2 separate regions of the Mus musculus genome follow, and region 2 is linked to region 1. Evidence: chromatin contacts called from public HiChIP or PLAC-seq data. All regions are on one chromosome and are shown on one strand. The core of a region is the stretch at or near the end of the contact, and the rest is flanking DNA. Distances in the headings are between cores, read along the strand shown. Region 1 has its middle 37 kb from the start of Gm33098. Region 2 overlaps Galnt18 (polypeptide N-acetylgalactosaminyltransferase 18).

Region 1 (6,828 bases), core at 2,954-5,453:
TGTCTTGCAAAACTGAAATCTTGTGTCCTTAACCATCTCATACTCATTGTGGGTTTTATCATTCTATTCTCTGCGTTTATGACTTTATATATAAGGAAGATTATATGGTGTTTGTCTTTCTTCCTCTGACTTTTTCCTCTAATAACGCCTTTCTGGTTTATCCATATTGTTACAAACAATAGGATTTTTCTTCCTTAAAAAATCTTTTATTTGGGTTGGAGAGATGACTCAGAGGTTAAGAGCACTGACTACTTTTCCAGAGGTCCTGAGTTCAAGTCCCAGCAACCACAGGGTGGCTCACAACCATCTGTAATGCTATCCGATACCCTCTTCTGGTGTGTCTGAAGATAGCTACAGTGTACTCATATACATACATAATTAAACTTTTTTTTTTAAAGAAGTGATTTTGAAGTTTAAAAAATATTTTATTTTTATTTATGTGTATGTATGAATATCACTGTGAGTATGTGCCACGTGTGTGTGAGTGCCTGTGAGGTCCACTGGATGCCCTGGAGCTAGAGTTACAGGTGGTTATGAACTGCCTGACATGGGTGCTGGGAACTGAACTCAAGTCCTTTGAAGAGGAACAAGGGCTCCTAACCACGAACCATATCTCTTGCCCCAGGGTTTTCTTTTTAAAGACTGAATAATATTCCACCTCCATATATGTAGACACTGCATTTTCTTTGGCATATGAGCTTCTGGAGAATAGAGTCAGGTGGTTCCACAGGGGGGTAGCCAGGGAGAAGAGCCAGAAGAAGAGTCAGTTAGTGTTGCATAGCCAGGACAGCCAATGCTCAGAACAAATGGTCCTTTGGTGTCACCCTCCCCTTAGGATAGTTTATAGTCTGTTTTTGTTTTTATAAAAGCTTAACTCACAGCCTTCTACAAGACAGAGAGAGGAGTGCTCTTTGTAAGAGAAATATTTGCCAGTCACTGCTCCGAGAGTGAGAACTTTTCCCTCTCTCATATTTAGGAAATAAGCTTGTGTAAAACTGGGAAAACAATTTCCATACTACATACCCCCAGAAATAATCTAACAAGGTATTGTGCATAGTTTGCCATAGTTTTATTTTTTAAGAGTTTATGTACAATATATAAACCATTAAAATTAAAACTATGCTGTATATATGCCATAGTTTTATATATATAACACCTTGAATATATGTATGTGCACAGTATGCATGCCCAGTGCTTGTGGAGCCCAGAAAAGGAGGGTGAATTCCCTGGAACTGGAGTAACAGGCAGCTGTAGACATCCATGTGGGTTCTGGGAACCGGGTTGGGTTCTTTAGCAAGAGCAGCCAGTGTTTGTAACTATTGAGCTGTTGCTCAAGTATCTGCCTTTTTATTTTTTTATTTTTATTTTTGAAATTATTACTATGACCACCCGATAGTCCTCTGAGGGACATGCCACTGCTTTCCTGTCTCTCGATAGCCTTGTGAAGACAGGCTGTCCTGGGAAGGCACCACTGCAACAGATATCAGCGTGGACCCGTGCGGCTAGTTAGTTCTTCAGCGTGCACTCAGCAGTGGTTTTTCCACCCTTGCAAGGCCAGTCTATGGTATTTGAGCTTTAAAATAGCAGCTGGAGAGCTGGCAGAAAAGTCTAGCATGCTAACCCTTCTCTACGGAACATTGAGCATCTAGCGGTTTCCTGGGAAAGGTCTCCAGGAAGACAACTGAGCTGATCTTAAAAAGGCATTGGGCAGTCTGATTTTCTACTTATTTCTTCATCTAAGAGGCAAAAAGACCCATTTCCCTTGATGGTTATTGCTGGTTTGTTTTAGAGTCATATCAGGCCATTAGTCATGGATGACCATGGTTGGGGGTGGGTCCCTTACTGAGGCTGGGAAAAGACTCAGAGTGAAAACTAGGGCAGACTTTCTGAAAGAGGCGGGGCTTGATTGGTGTGATGATTAATCTCGAATGCCAACTTGATGGGATCTAAATGACCTAGAAGACAAACTCTGAGCATGCCTAATGGAGGCTAGGTTAACCTAGATTCTTGCTTCAGACAAGGACTTATGTTTCTCAGATTGGTGGGGGATTTGCTATGTAATTGAGGATGCCCTTGATCTTCTGATTTCCCAGCTTCCAGGATCACAGATATGTACCACCAAGTATGTGCTACTGGGGATCGAACCCAGGGCTCTGGGTGTACTAGTCAAGCCCTCACTCAATTGATCTATACTTCCAGGTCCCTAAATTCTTTTTCTGATGTTATGAGCTGGATTCTTTAGGACATGAACTGGGGCCCAGTTTTGGGAATAGTCTTTGGTACCTTTAGTCTCTCGGGAAGCATCCGGGGTGAGCTGCAGGTTTTTTTTTTTCCAATTGCCATCGCCACTGGGTTGTTTTGGAAGTTGCAGGATTTAGTATTCCTGGGCTGGCATGGCCTACTTGGTTTCAGTGGGTAAACACTTAAGTCATTTGCCTGAGGCTTGTTTTGGCTGAGTCTCTGAATGGTAGCACCTGCAGGTGCTTCCCTAGGGATGAACAGTCCCAACGGGAAGGCTCTCTTTCTCCTTAATGAGAACCCTTAAAGTGCAAGCAAATGAGATTGCTGGGTGCAGAGGAATTGTGACAGATAACTGGGCCTGGGCTGTGTTCCCACTGTTGCAGGAAGCATAGGCAGTGTTATGGATCGGGGCCTTTAGAAAGTGATTGGATCAGGAGGCAGAGCCCTCACGAATGGGTTTAGTGGCTCTCTATAGGAGCTTGAAGAACATGCCTCGGTCCCTTTGTCCTTCTGCCATGTTGTGGTTGTGGAACAAGGACTCATGGTTTATGCCACAGATGCCTAAGTCACAGATATAGGAGGCTGACTAAACAGTCAGTTGAAGTGTGCATGCTGACATGAAGGCCGTGAGACTGGAGCACAGGGCCAGTTCTAATTGTGAAGCCCCACTGGCTTTCTAAGGAGAAAAAACCAAAACCCCAGGAATGACTTTGGAATTGTTATCGGGTATTTAGTTCACTTAGCAGTTGCATTCAGGCCTTTCCAGACTTCCTCTATCAGGTAAAACCAGGAATTAAAGAAGCATGAAACACTTCCACTTGAATTGTGAAGGAAGGCTTCAGAAATATTGCCTCTGGTGGGTCACGTGAAGGCATGTCCAGCAGCAGGTCCAAGCGGGTGGAAAGGACAGATTTCAGAGCACTGTCCCCACTGTTTAAAGTTCCCCTGGGCTAAGTGTCTAGCAGGGGAACCACAGTGGCACCTCTTGGCCTTGTGCTCTGGACTTTGCACAATCCAGGTCCCAGGAGCTAGCTCAGTCTAACCCTCACGAAGATGGCCTCTGTAAGAGTGAACTTTCACAGATCCCATGCTGAGAAACACCCAGAGTAAGCTCTGGCATGTCTTTGAGATCTTCTTGCTAGGGTTGAAGAGATAGCTCAGTCAGTGACGTGCCTGCTGTGCAAGGGTGAGGGCCTGAGTTCGATCCCCAGCACCTGTGTGAAAGGCCAGATTTGGGGGTGGGGGGCACTTGTAATCCCAGGGCTAGGAAAGTGAAAAGGGGCAGGAGCTAGGGCTTGTTAACCAACTCATTCGGTGAGCTCCAGGTCAGTAAAAGCCTCTGTCTCAAAAAACAGAGTGGGTGCTAGAGAGATGGCTTAGCAGTTAATCGTCTTTCCTGCTCTTCTAGACCCAAGTTCTGTTCCCTGCCCCCACACCAAGTGGTTCTCATCCACTTGTAACTGCAGGTCCAAAGAATCTGATGCCCTCTCTGGCTTCCTGGGGGCATCCAAATGCATGTTCACAGACACACACACACACACACAGACAGACACACACACACACAGACACACACACACGTAAGTAAATAATCTTAAAACAAACAAACAAAAAGAGTGTATGACATCTGAGGAGTGACATCTGAAATTGACCTCTGGTTTCTCTTTACACACACAAACACACACACACACACACACACACAGAAAGAGAGAAAAAGAGGGAGAGAGAGCTATGCATGCATACTTACACATAATGCACACACATACATTGCATATACATACATGCACATACACAGACACACACACAAGCTCATGCACGCATGTACAATTCTCATGCCAAGGGCAGGACCTTCAGACTGCTTATTTTGGTCCCCAGCACCTGCTCCAGTTCTGGCTCACACAGGTGCCAGCGTCTGCTGGAAGAATGCTCAGATGGATGCGTGCTGCTAGGCTAGCACCAGTTCCAGCTGTCTGCAATCCTGTGTGCCTGATAATCTCAGTGCATAGTGCTATAGCTCGGAAATGAATGGCCGTGAGCTGCAGGCTTCCAGAGCGCAGAGGCTGCAGGCTTGGACACTGGAGTCAGACACAGATGGGTCATTTTGCTCAGCCTCTGACTATTTTTGTGATCTCAACCCAGTCACTTGATCTTTGAGCTTCTGTTTCCTCATATATATATAAAATGGCTGTCATAAAGTCTACTTTATTTGACTATCAAGGGAATGAAATCAGATAACGCCTATAAAATGTCCAGCTATGTCCCTGGCACATACTGAGTGATCAGTAAACAGGCTTGTCTGGGACTGTGTGTGTCACCAGCTGCAATGCTTTAGAATCCAGGTGGTGGGAGGGAGGGCACATATCATGCGTGTGTGGGTATTGTGAAAGGAGGTTTTATGTAGCCCAGGCTGGCCTTAACTTGCTATACAGTCAGCACTGGCGTTGGACTTCTTTTTTTTTTTTTTTCTGTTTTGTTTTCTTTTCTTTTTAAAATTAGGTATTTTCTTCATTTACATTTCAAATGCTACCCCAAAAGTCCCCCAGGCCCCCCCACCCCCTACCCACCCACTCCCACTTCTTGGCCCTGGTGTTCCCCCATACTGAGGCATATAAAGTTTGCAAGACCAAGGGACCTCTCTTCCCAATGATGGCCGACTAGGTCATCTTTTGATACATATGCAGCTAGAGTCAAGAGCTCCGGGATACTGGTTAGTTCATATTGTTGTTCCCCCTATAGGGTTGCAGACCCTTCAGCTCCTTGGGTGCTTTCTCTAGGGCGTTGGACTTCTGATCCTCTTGCTTCTACTACCCCAAACACTGGAATTACAGATTCTCATCATGACTTCTGGAGTATGTGGTGTTGAGGGATACAGATTTTTTTTTTTCACATCAAGTAGGCATCTTACTAAGTAAGCTGTATCCCCTGCTCACATGTCTCTGTTTTTAGAGGTGGTAGAATTGTGGATTCTGGGCTCCAGAGCCTGCCATTATAGTGATTGGTATCCACCGTTAACCCTATGGTCATGTGGACACTAAGTCATGAGCAAAAGGCTTGGAGGACTGAGTGAGGCACAGGAATCAGGTGAGGTCAGGGCTAGGATGAGGTCACACGGAGCCAGTGAGATAGCTGGCTGGATTCTCAGGATACAAGCTATGGCTGAATTCCTAGAAGTTATGGGATGGGAGAACTTCCTCTGGGTCTCCTCTGGTCCTCAGCTTGGTGGAGTTTCCTCATCCATCAAAGCTTGCTTCTGCTCTGTGGGGAAGAGTCCTCTCAGCCAAGGGACTTTATGGGAGCCATCATGACCGTGAAATTTGACTCAGGCAAGACGAACCACTGGGTGAATTTTATTGTGAGTCCTGTATGCCAGGAACTCCTAGAATATGTTTTGCGAGAAAGCCCCAGAGTGTGGAGACAGGAGCCAGGCTCAACCCTGTCAGGCAGGAGGTAGGTCAATGACGCCATCTGGGGAATTTCAGCTGCTCAGAGTGGACTGGCAGTGCTGTGGGTGGTGACTGAATTTTACCCTTGGTTATCAGTCATTCGCTTGACAAACATTCATTTCTCCTCTTTGCTTTCTTCCTAGGTGAAGCCGTGGCAGAGTGAGGGTATGGGTCTGGACTTATGCTACATCAGGAACACGATGTGCTTCCACATAGCCTTGGTCATCTCTTTGGCTTCCATCCATGTGTATGAACACAGGGGGTTTGCCGACTTTCTAAGATTCCCCAGAGCGGCTGCGTGTGTGTGTGTTTTCACATTCACAAGTGCATATCAAGTGCACGTGCACATATTTTCAGGTGCGATTGCATTTGAGTGTGGAGGTTGGAGGACAATGTCTTTGTATGCATGAGATCAGAGGAAGAGGCCAGGTGTCTCTTTTTGTCACTCTCTGCTTCATTATTTTTGAGGCAAGGTCTCTCATTGAGTCTTGAGCTAGGCCTGAAAACTCCAGAGAATCTTCTGGTCTCTGCATACCCCTGCCTTTTTGCTGCAACCCTGGGGTTATTGGCACATGGTGGCCATGCTCCTTTTAAGTAGGATTTTGGGATAATGAACTCGGTCTTCATGCTTCTAAGGCACAGACTTGACCGACTGAGCTAACTGACCAGTCCGTAGATGTGCCTTTGAGAAAGTCGAGGTTCCCTGAACAGGCATGGAGTACAGAGGCTGACCATGAGCACTTGGGAGAACTTTCTGGTTGCTCCTTTGCTCAACACCCCTGAGCTCTGTCTGGCCCTCAGAAGATGAAGTGCCTCACTTGTAGCTTCAGAAGGGGTTGAAGGTTGCAGCAACAGGACTTTTACACATGTAACAATTGCAGAACGAGTCAGTGTTTTCTGCTGTCTGTGGAACTCTGGGAAGGACACAGGGCTGGAGGAGATGGAAGGCAACCCTAGCCCTTCTTTCTCTAGGAGCCTGCAAGACGTGGCGGTGCTGAGCTCTGAGCTCAGGATCTATGGGGTCACAGTCAGTGCTGCTGTTTGCCTGTCAGGTGACTTCCCTGCCTGGTGGATGAGTCAGGGATGTTGCTTCCTTACATATAGAAGAGGCTATCCATAGCATCAGTTCCAGCTCCCACATTCCAGG
Region 2 (6,828 bases), core at 1,708-4,207, 300 kb after region 1:
CAGAGGGGGAGATAGTAGGAGCCCTCATTTTGTAGAACTGGAGGCTAAGGTCCTGAGAGGCTGGAGATTTTCCCAAGATGCCACATAGAGGGCAGCTGGGACCCCAGGGAACCTTCCCCATTCCCTGTTCTCCACTAGATAAGTAACCACCAACCCTATCACCACCCACCCACCCACACCATGCCTATCTCTGAGGTAGTAGCTAGACTAAAGGCGCTGGTGGTACTCAGTGCTGGAATAGAGGAAGATGTCTCAGTGAATTCGAAGAGGTTTGGTCTGTTCCCTTTGAGGCTTCTCTAAAGGGATGGTATTCATACATCCTTCCAGCCACTGCCAAATATTTAATGAGCATCTACCGAGGGTCATACACACTTCCCAGCTGCTGCAATGTATGCATGACAGAGAAAGAGAAGGCTTTTTTGTTCTTGTGGCAACTGTGCTCTTGAGGGAGAGTTGGCAGCAGATTCCGGCAAGGAGAGGAGCTGATGAGGCTATGCCCCAAATCATGGGGCTCAGCAGGAGGCTCGGCAAGCTGGGGCAGGAGATGACTGCCAGGTGAAAGAGGTGGCCGGGAGATCCTCTACTAAAGGTGAGACCTGAGACGAAACATGGGGGGGGAGAGAGATGGCAGTCCCGGGGCAGGTCCAGGATCCTAATGAAAAGCCCCAGAGGCAGGAATGGGCTTCCGGTGAGGCTTAGGGAACTTTTGGGCTGCGTTTATGCAAAGGCAGAGAAAGCACTGGTAAAAGGGAAGAGATGAGGCCCATGAGTGAGGGCGGGGCCTCTGAACTCTGGTTTTGATCTGAGAGGCAGGGCCAATACTTCCTAGGCCTGATCCACATGCTAAGCAGGCCGGCCACTCTGGGTTCTGGGCTGGGCTAAGTGGGAAAGAAGGAAAGATGCTGGGACAAGTGCTAGCGGACTCTTGTCCTAATCCCTGTGTGTGTGTTTGGGGGGGATGGTGGGGGGCTTAGCCTGCAGCTCTGGGCCAGTTTCTTGGCTCTGGAGCTGGTGCTGGGGCTGGGGCTGGGGCTGGATGCTGAGATCTGAGCCTTTCTCTCTCCATGTAGGAGCCTGCTGCTTGTTTGGTTTACCAGTCCAGTCATCAAAATTATTTGTGTAATACTTACAACTACGGGATCTACAAACACACAATACTTTTAATTAAAGAATTTAAATAAGGGCAATTAAACCTGGCAGGAGAGAAGCCGCAGCACACAGAGGGCTTAATTGGAATGGAAACCAAATTAAATATGGAAGAAGCCATTAAAAACCAAAGCGGAAGTTGAATGTATAGGACGAAGAATACTAATAACGGTTCCTACAGCCAGTCCCTGCCCTTGCTTCAGTTTTCCTTTTGGGTCCCTCTAAAGGAGTGACTACAAAGGTCCCAAGCAGAAACAAGGAAGAAATGACTCTTTCTCAGGCCTTGGTCATGTGACCTAGGGAGTGACCTCTTGACCTGGGGAATGGCTGAGCCATTCTGGGCTTCTGTCTATCATCTCACTTACCATCTTGGACCACTCAAGATATTAGCACAGAGGACTATGGATACTGGGACACGTGGAAGTCATCACCCATGCAACCCTAAGGCACACATCTCTCTACCATAGTTTCCCCACAGGGATGTCAGATGGTGGCTAGGTGTGGGTCAGATAGCATTAAACTATCCTTGCCCTACTTGGGAGGGGCATGCTGGGGTGTCTTCCTTACTGTAGCTCTGAGAGGTAGAGCTGAAGATTTTTTATTATTATTATTTCATAAAATTAGATATTGAGGCTGGGAGGTTCGGGAGCTGGCTCAGAATCTCCTGGTTAGCGAGTGTTGGGATCAGGATCGAAGCCCAGGTGTCGTCCACTGGAGAGGAGAATGACCAGCGTGCCCAGGAAACTCAACCACTACCCTGCTTTCAGATTCGGTAGGTCTCAGAGATGGCCTGAGAATGTCCCAAGTGCTGTCCTAGTGGCAGTTCTGGTATGGGTCCAGCTTGCAAGGATCAACAGCATCTGTGACCCTGTTTAGGAAAGGCCTGGCTTGCCCCCAGAGCTTCTGGGCTGCCTGGGCTGGCTTTCCTTATAGTGGGATGCACATCTGAAGTCAAGTGTGTATCAGATCCTAGATCCTGGATTCACAGACTTCTGTTTCCCTGGGAGCTCCTACTCCACCTTCCTTGCTAATGAATTTTCCAAAAGGCAAGCAGCCCTGTGAGTCCTGGGCTTTAAGCTCAGTGAGTTGAGGAGTTTCTGGGTTAAGTACTTAATGATTGGTAATCAAATACTTCAAAGCTTGGGCAGGACATTAGGCCTAGTTACAGAAACCCCAAGATTAGGTGTTTTGTAGAGTAAAGTGTTCTTTATGTAGTATGAATATTCAACACTTACTGTGTTCAATATGCACTTCGGTGTTTTCTTCCTTCAAGGGCCTCACCCAAGCCTAAGTGGGATTCTGCCTGGGACTTGCTGTGTGAGGCCACTGACTGAAAATGGGTATTTGCAACATCAAGTAAGCGAGGACAGGTAGAAAGGGGTCGGGAGATGCAAGTGCCTGGAGAGCTGACCAGGATGGCTGTGATTCTGTTCATTCACACATGCTTGACCTAGCAGGGAGACCCCAGCCTCAAATTCTCACTAATGGGGTTTTCTAGACAAAGACAGAGCCATCCTGGTGTATGGACTCTTAAGACAGCATCCCTGTGTCTGACTTCTAACAATCACTAAACCTGTCTGTGCCTCAGTTTCCTCATGTTTGCAGGTGCCTCATAGGCCTGCTATGATTTCAAAGTATTACTTATAAAAGGTTAGTATAGTGCCTGGCATGCTATAAACACTATATAAATATTTGATTCTTTTTAAAATCCCATGCAGTTCTGGGGAGCTGAGCAATCACATCTGCCCCTGGCCCTGATCACTGCAGGAAGAGAAGGAAGAAGAAAATGCTGATTGCTCTAATTTTAAAAATAACTAAGAAAACAGGCTCTAAACAAAGCGTTGTCAGTCGCTGGGAACTGGACAGTCCCACTCGCACCCTTTCCTATGACCTGGAAATGAAAAGCTGCTTTATCCCAGAGCCATAATGAAACACCCGATGATAGCCCTTTCTTTTCAGCACAAAAGCTTCTCGAGGCTGGATGTGCTGACAGTGCTTGGGGCTGAGCTGGGGAAAGTCCAGGGCGCCTCCTCGCCTGAGTGGAGGACACTCGGGCAAGGTTAGAAGTGCCTCTGGGAAATGTGCCTGCAGATAGCTTTTGTTTTTACAGGAGAATGTTTGTCTCATTTCAGGTTATCATATTATACCCCAGAAGGCAGAACCAACCTTAATAGGCAAGCTGGGCTCTGGGCTTTCCCCAGACATCTTGTACTCCCTAAAACTCCTCTTTCTTGGCACCAATGGACAACTTTGCTCTTATTGACATTCCTTCCAAGAATGAAGCAAGTCAGGGCTGGGAAGTGGGCCTTCCTCCATGTAACGTCGGATTTTCAGTTGTATCAATACTTCCATGAAGAAATGACAGTTGAGGTTGGCTAGCATAAAGTACAAGCTATAGAGCCTGACAAAATTTCCTCTTTCAAAACATATTCAAACCAATTTGTACTCCACTCTGTGGAATATGAACATCTGCTTAATATAAAAGATTTCTTCCACACTAGTCACAAATCTGGTTATAGGGAGAATATCTCTCTCTCTCTCTCTCTCTCTCTCTCTCTCTCTCTCGCTCTCTCTCGCTCTCTCTCTCACACACACATACACACATAAAATGTGTTTGCATGCTTCTAAGGATAGTAAATAAGGCCAATGAAAGTAAGGTTTTGCTTGTCTTTAGGCACACATTTAGTTGAAGATCTGGTGATCAGGAGGACTCTAAGATTCATACATTTATTTTAAAGGGCCCCTTCATTTGATCAACGGCACATTGTATGTCTGTTTTGGTTGACACAAACCTAGGCGTATATGGGGGAAAGTAACCTCAACTGAGAAATACTGGCCTGTAGACAAGGCTGTGGGGCATTTTCTTGATTAATGGCTAATATGGGAAGGCCTGGCCCAATGTGCATGGCACTACCACTATGCAGGTGGTCGTGATTTGTGTAAGAAAGCAGGCTGGACAAGCCATGAGGAGCAAGCCAGTAAGCAGCGTTCCTCTGTGGCCTCTGTATCAACTTCTGCCTCTAGGTTCCCACTTGAGTTCCTGCCCTCACTTCACTCAGTGATGGCTAAGATTTGGCTGTGTAAGCCAAATTAACCTTTTCCTCCCCAAGCTGCTTTTGGTGGGTGTTTTATCATAGCAGTGCAGAGGCACAGTAGGACAGTGTCCACTCTGTCTCAGGATTTCTGTTCTCTGGTGGAGATGCCTAAATCGTGAGAGGCATTCCTGTTATCCATGCTTCCAGACACTTGAAGGGAGTGGCCTTGGGTGGAATGTCATCATTCTACCAGGTAACAGCCACCATTCCATCATGTAAAGGGGAGAGGGCACAAAATGTGATGAAGACCTTCATTGAAGTTTGGTTTATTCTTGGTGTGCAGTGTTTTGTTTTGGGCTGGCCCAGTGGGACTTATAGATGGCACACAAAGCTTGAGGTCTCCAGTCTAACTTCAGTAGCTTAGCTCAGCAGTTTCAGGTCTGGGAAGGTGTGAAAACCACCCAGTTCAATTTCTGTGGATCCCAATGCCCGGTCCCTCGGGGATCTACCAACCTCATGGACAACTCTAACCCTGGCTCTTGAGTGTTGCCTCTCTGATCTGCAGAGCTCCATGGGAGAAGACTGCTCCTCTCCACACCAGCCAGTCCTTGAGACTCATGGAGAACTCAGGGCTGCTTGCCATCTTTCCGGTCTTCAGCATGCCTGTCCCTTTCACTGCCATTCACAAGCACATGAGGGCGGTGGGGAAGCTGGAACTTAGAGGACACACATCACAGTAGCCTTCTTGGGATGTCCTGGCAATGTTTCATAGAGATGACTCTAGCATTGGGTTAACTATTGGAAAGCCACAGAGGGGGTCAGGGTTGGGTAGCCTTGGCAGACCATTCTTTGCTCTACTGATGTCCTTTTGCTGACATAGTGTCTGCTGCTTTCTTCTCCCTTTCCTGGTCCACAGGTCACCAAAACACCTCTATCACTAATGCTATATCCCAGGGTTTTAGAATGTCCTTCAAATCCTAAGCTGAAGGGAACTCTCAGAAGACTGAAAGCTGTACACTTAATTAATAAGAATTTACAATACCAGGGGATAGGAAGTTTGGAGATTTCTTTAATGGGTCTGGGGATTAGGAGTTAGAAAATGCATAGAAAGCAACAAACACCTACTATTTCCCATGTTAAGGAGGTTTCAGTATGTGGATAGAAGTGATGGCTATTTGGAGAGGAGGCACCTTACCAACTGTTCTTCAAATCCAGAGCTAGGGGTTATTATGAATCATTAATCTAACTCCTGCCCAGCCACTATCACTAAATCATCACTGTGACCAACAGAATACTGATATGTCTCACAAAGTCCTCCCAACAGCTCTCTCCATGGCTACAAAATCCTCCCAGCTACCCTGAGGATGATGGAGCAGCCTCTTCCTTACCTAACCCCTACCTCTAGCCTCTTCTCTTCTACTCTACCTAGCTGCCATGGCTACCTTCCTGATCTCACCATGGATACTACTATGGATTGGACAAGGTTTGTCTTCTTGTAGTGACATCTGTGTCCTGGCCACAGTAGTGTTGCAGTGATGAGGACTTTTAGAGGTGGGGCCTATCTGGAGGTCCTTAGGTCACAGAGGGCCTTGCCCTCTGTAGAACCCTTGTGTTGGTTCTCATGAAAACATGTTGTTACCAAAGGTATCCTGAGCTCCATTTTATTGTGAGTTCCCATCTCTAGCTATGGTGATGCCACACCCTTCAGGAGGCCATCAATAGAGCTGAGTTGACCTAGAACTATGAATCCAACAATCTTTTCTCACTATAGTAATGGAAATTAACTGCCACACCTTAAGAGGTTCCCTAGTCCCTCCTTTTGCTTGGTGAAATCTAAGCTAGGGTATGGCTTACACACACACACACACACACACACACACACACACACACACACACACACACAAGGCACCTACTCCATCACACTCTAAACTCTACCCATGCCACACAGTAGATAGATCTTCTGAAAGGATGCTTGGTTTTGTTGTGTCTTTGCCTAGGTGGAGCTTCTGTTTGGGGAGCACTCTTTCCTTCTGACATCTAGGAACTATTTCTATAAGCTTTCAACAGCCAGATCAAACAAATCACACACATTCGCCCACTCTTGTGTTCTGCACATGGAGCCAGTCACCCTGGGCTTCCAGAGCTCTGTTCAGCCCTCAGTTTCTGCTCTCATCAGCCTGTTTTGTTGTGTGTTTACATGCCCACGAGCTCCTCCAGGGCAGAGGCCATGTCTGATTCACGTTTGCATCTCCCCTGCCAAACCCCTGTGCTCAATAAATGTTTGATGAACGACTGAAAGAAAGAATGTTCATCATCAGAAAATTGCTCATCAGAGCCCTGTACATCAGCGTTGCCAGGAGATGTTTTCATCAAATGTGGTTTCAGAATGTCAGCATCTCAGTTCAGCCAGAGCACTGGAAATTCAGAAGGGCTTGGAGAGGTTAGAGTGGGCACAAACTACTTGTTAAACAGAAAAGCAAGGTATGAGATGGAACAGAGATATGCAAATTGTGTGTGTGTGTGTGTGTGTGTGTGTGTGTGTAAAACCTAAGAGAATACCACTGATTTGTTTTTAAATTAATTCAGGGTGTCTGTGAAGTTTAAATGTGGTCCTCAGAGGAGTAAATAATGAATACTTTGTAACCAG

Evidence for each region. HiChIP or PLAC-seq counts read pairs in DNA pulled down with a chosen protein or histone mark.
Region 2: a contact with region 1 is called in an H3K27ac HiChIP or PLAC-seq map of VIP interneurons, with 3 times the contacts expected there. The contact joins two enhancer-like sites. A contact is called at or near these places in 2 of 484 Hi-C or Micro-C datasets (cerebral cortex and muscle stem cells), 1 of 115 datasets of contacts at active chromatin or transcription factors (VIP interneurons) and 1 of 9 other capture datasets (embryonic stem cells).

What each region holds. Positions count from the first base shown.
Region 1 is chr7:111,170,383-111,177,210 of GRCm38.p6, forward strand. No RefSeq gene overlaps it. Among named protein-coding and RNA genes, the nearest start is that of Gm33098, 37 kb to the right of the region's middle. Within about 2 kb of position 4,204, at least 15 of the 459 cell types and tissues checked have an H3K27ac peak or open chromatin away from gene starts, as enhancers often do. A contact at or near this core is called in VIP interneurons, where this site is marked.
Region 2 is chr7:111,475,119-111,481,946 of GRCm38.p6, forward strand. The region is part of intron 10 of Galnt18 (polypeptide N-acetylgalactosaminyltransferase 18); the gene reads right to left. Among named protein-coding and RNA genes, the nearest start is that of Gm33145, 190 kb to the left of the region's middle. Within about 2 kb of position 2,958, at least 10 of the 459 cell types and tissues checked have an H3K27ac peak or open chromatin away from gene starts, as enhancers often do. A contact at or near this core is called in VIP interneurons, where this site is marked.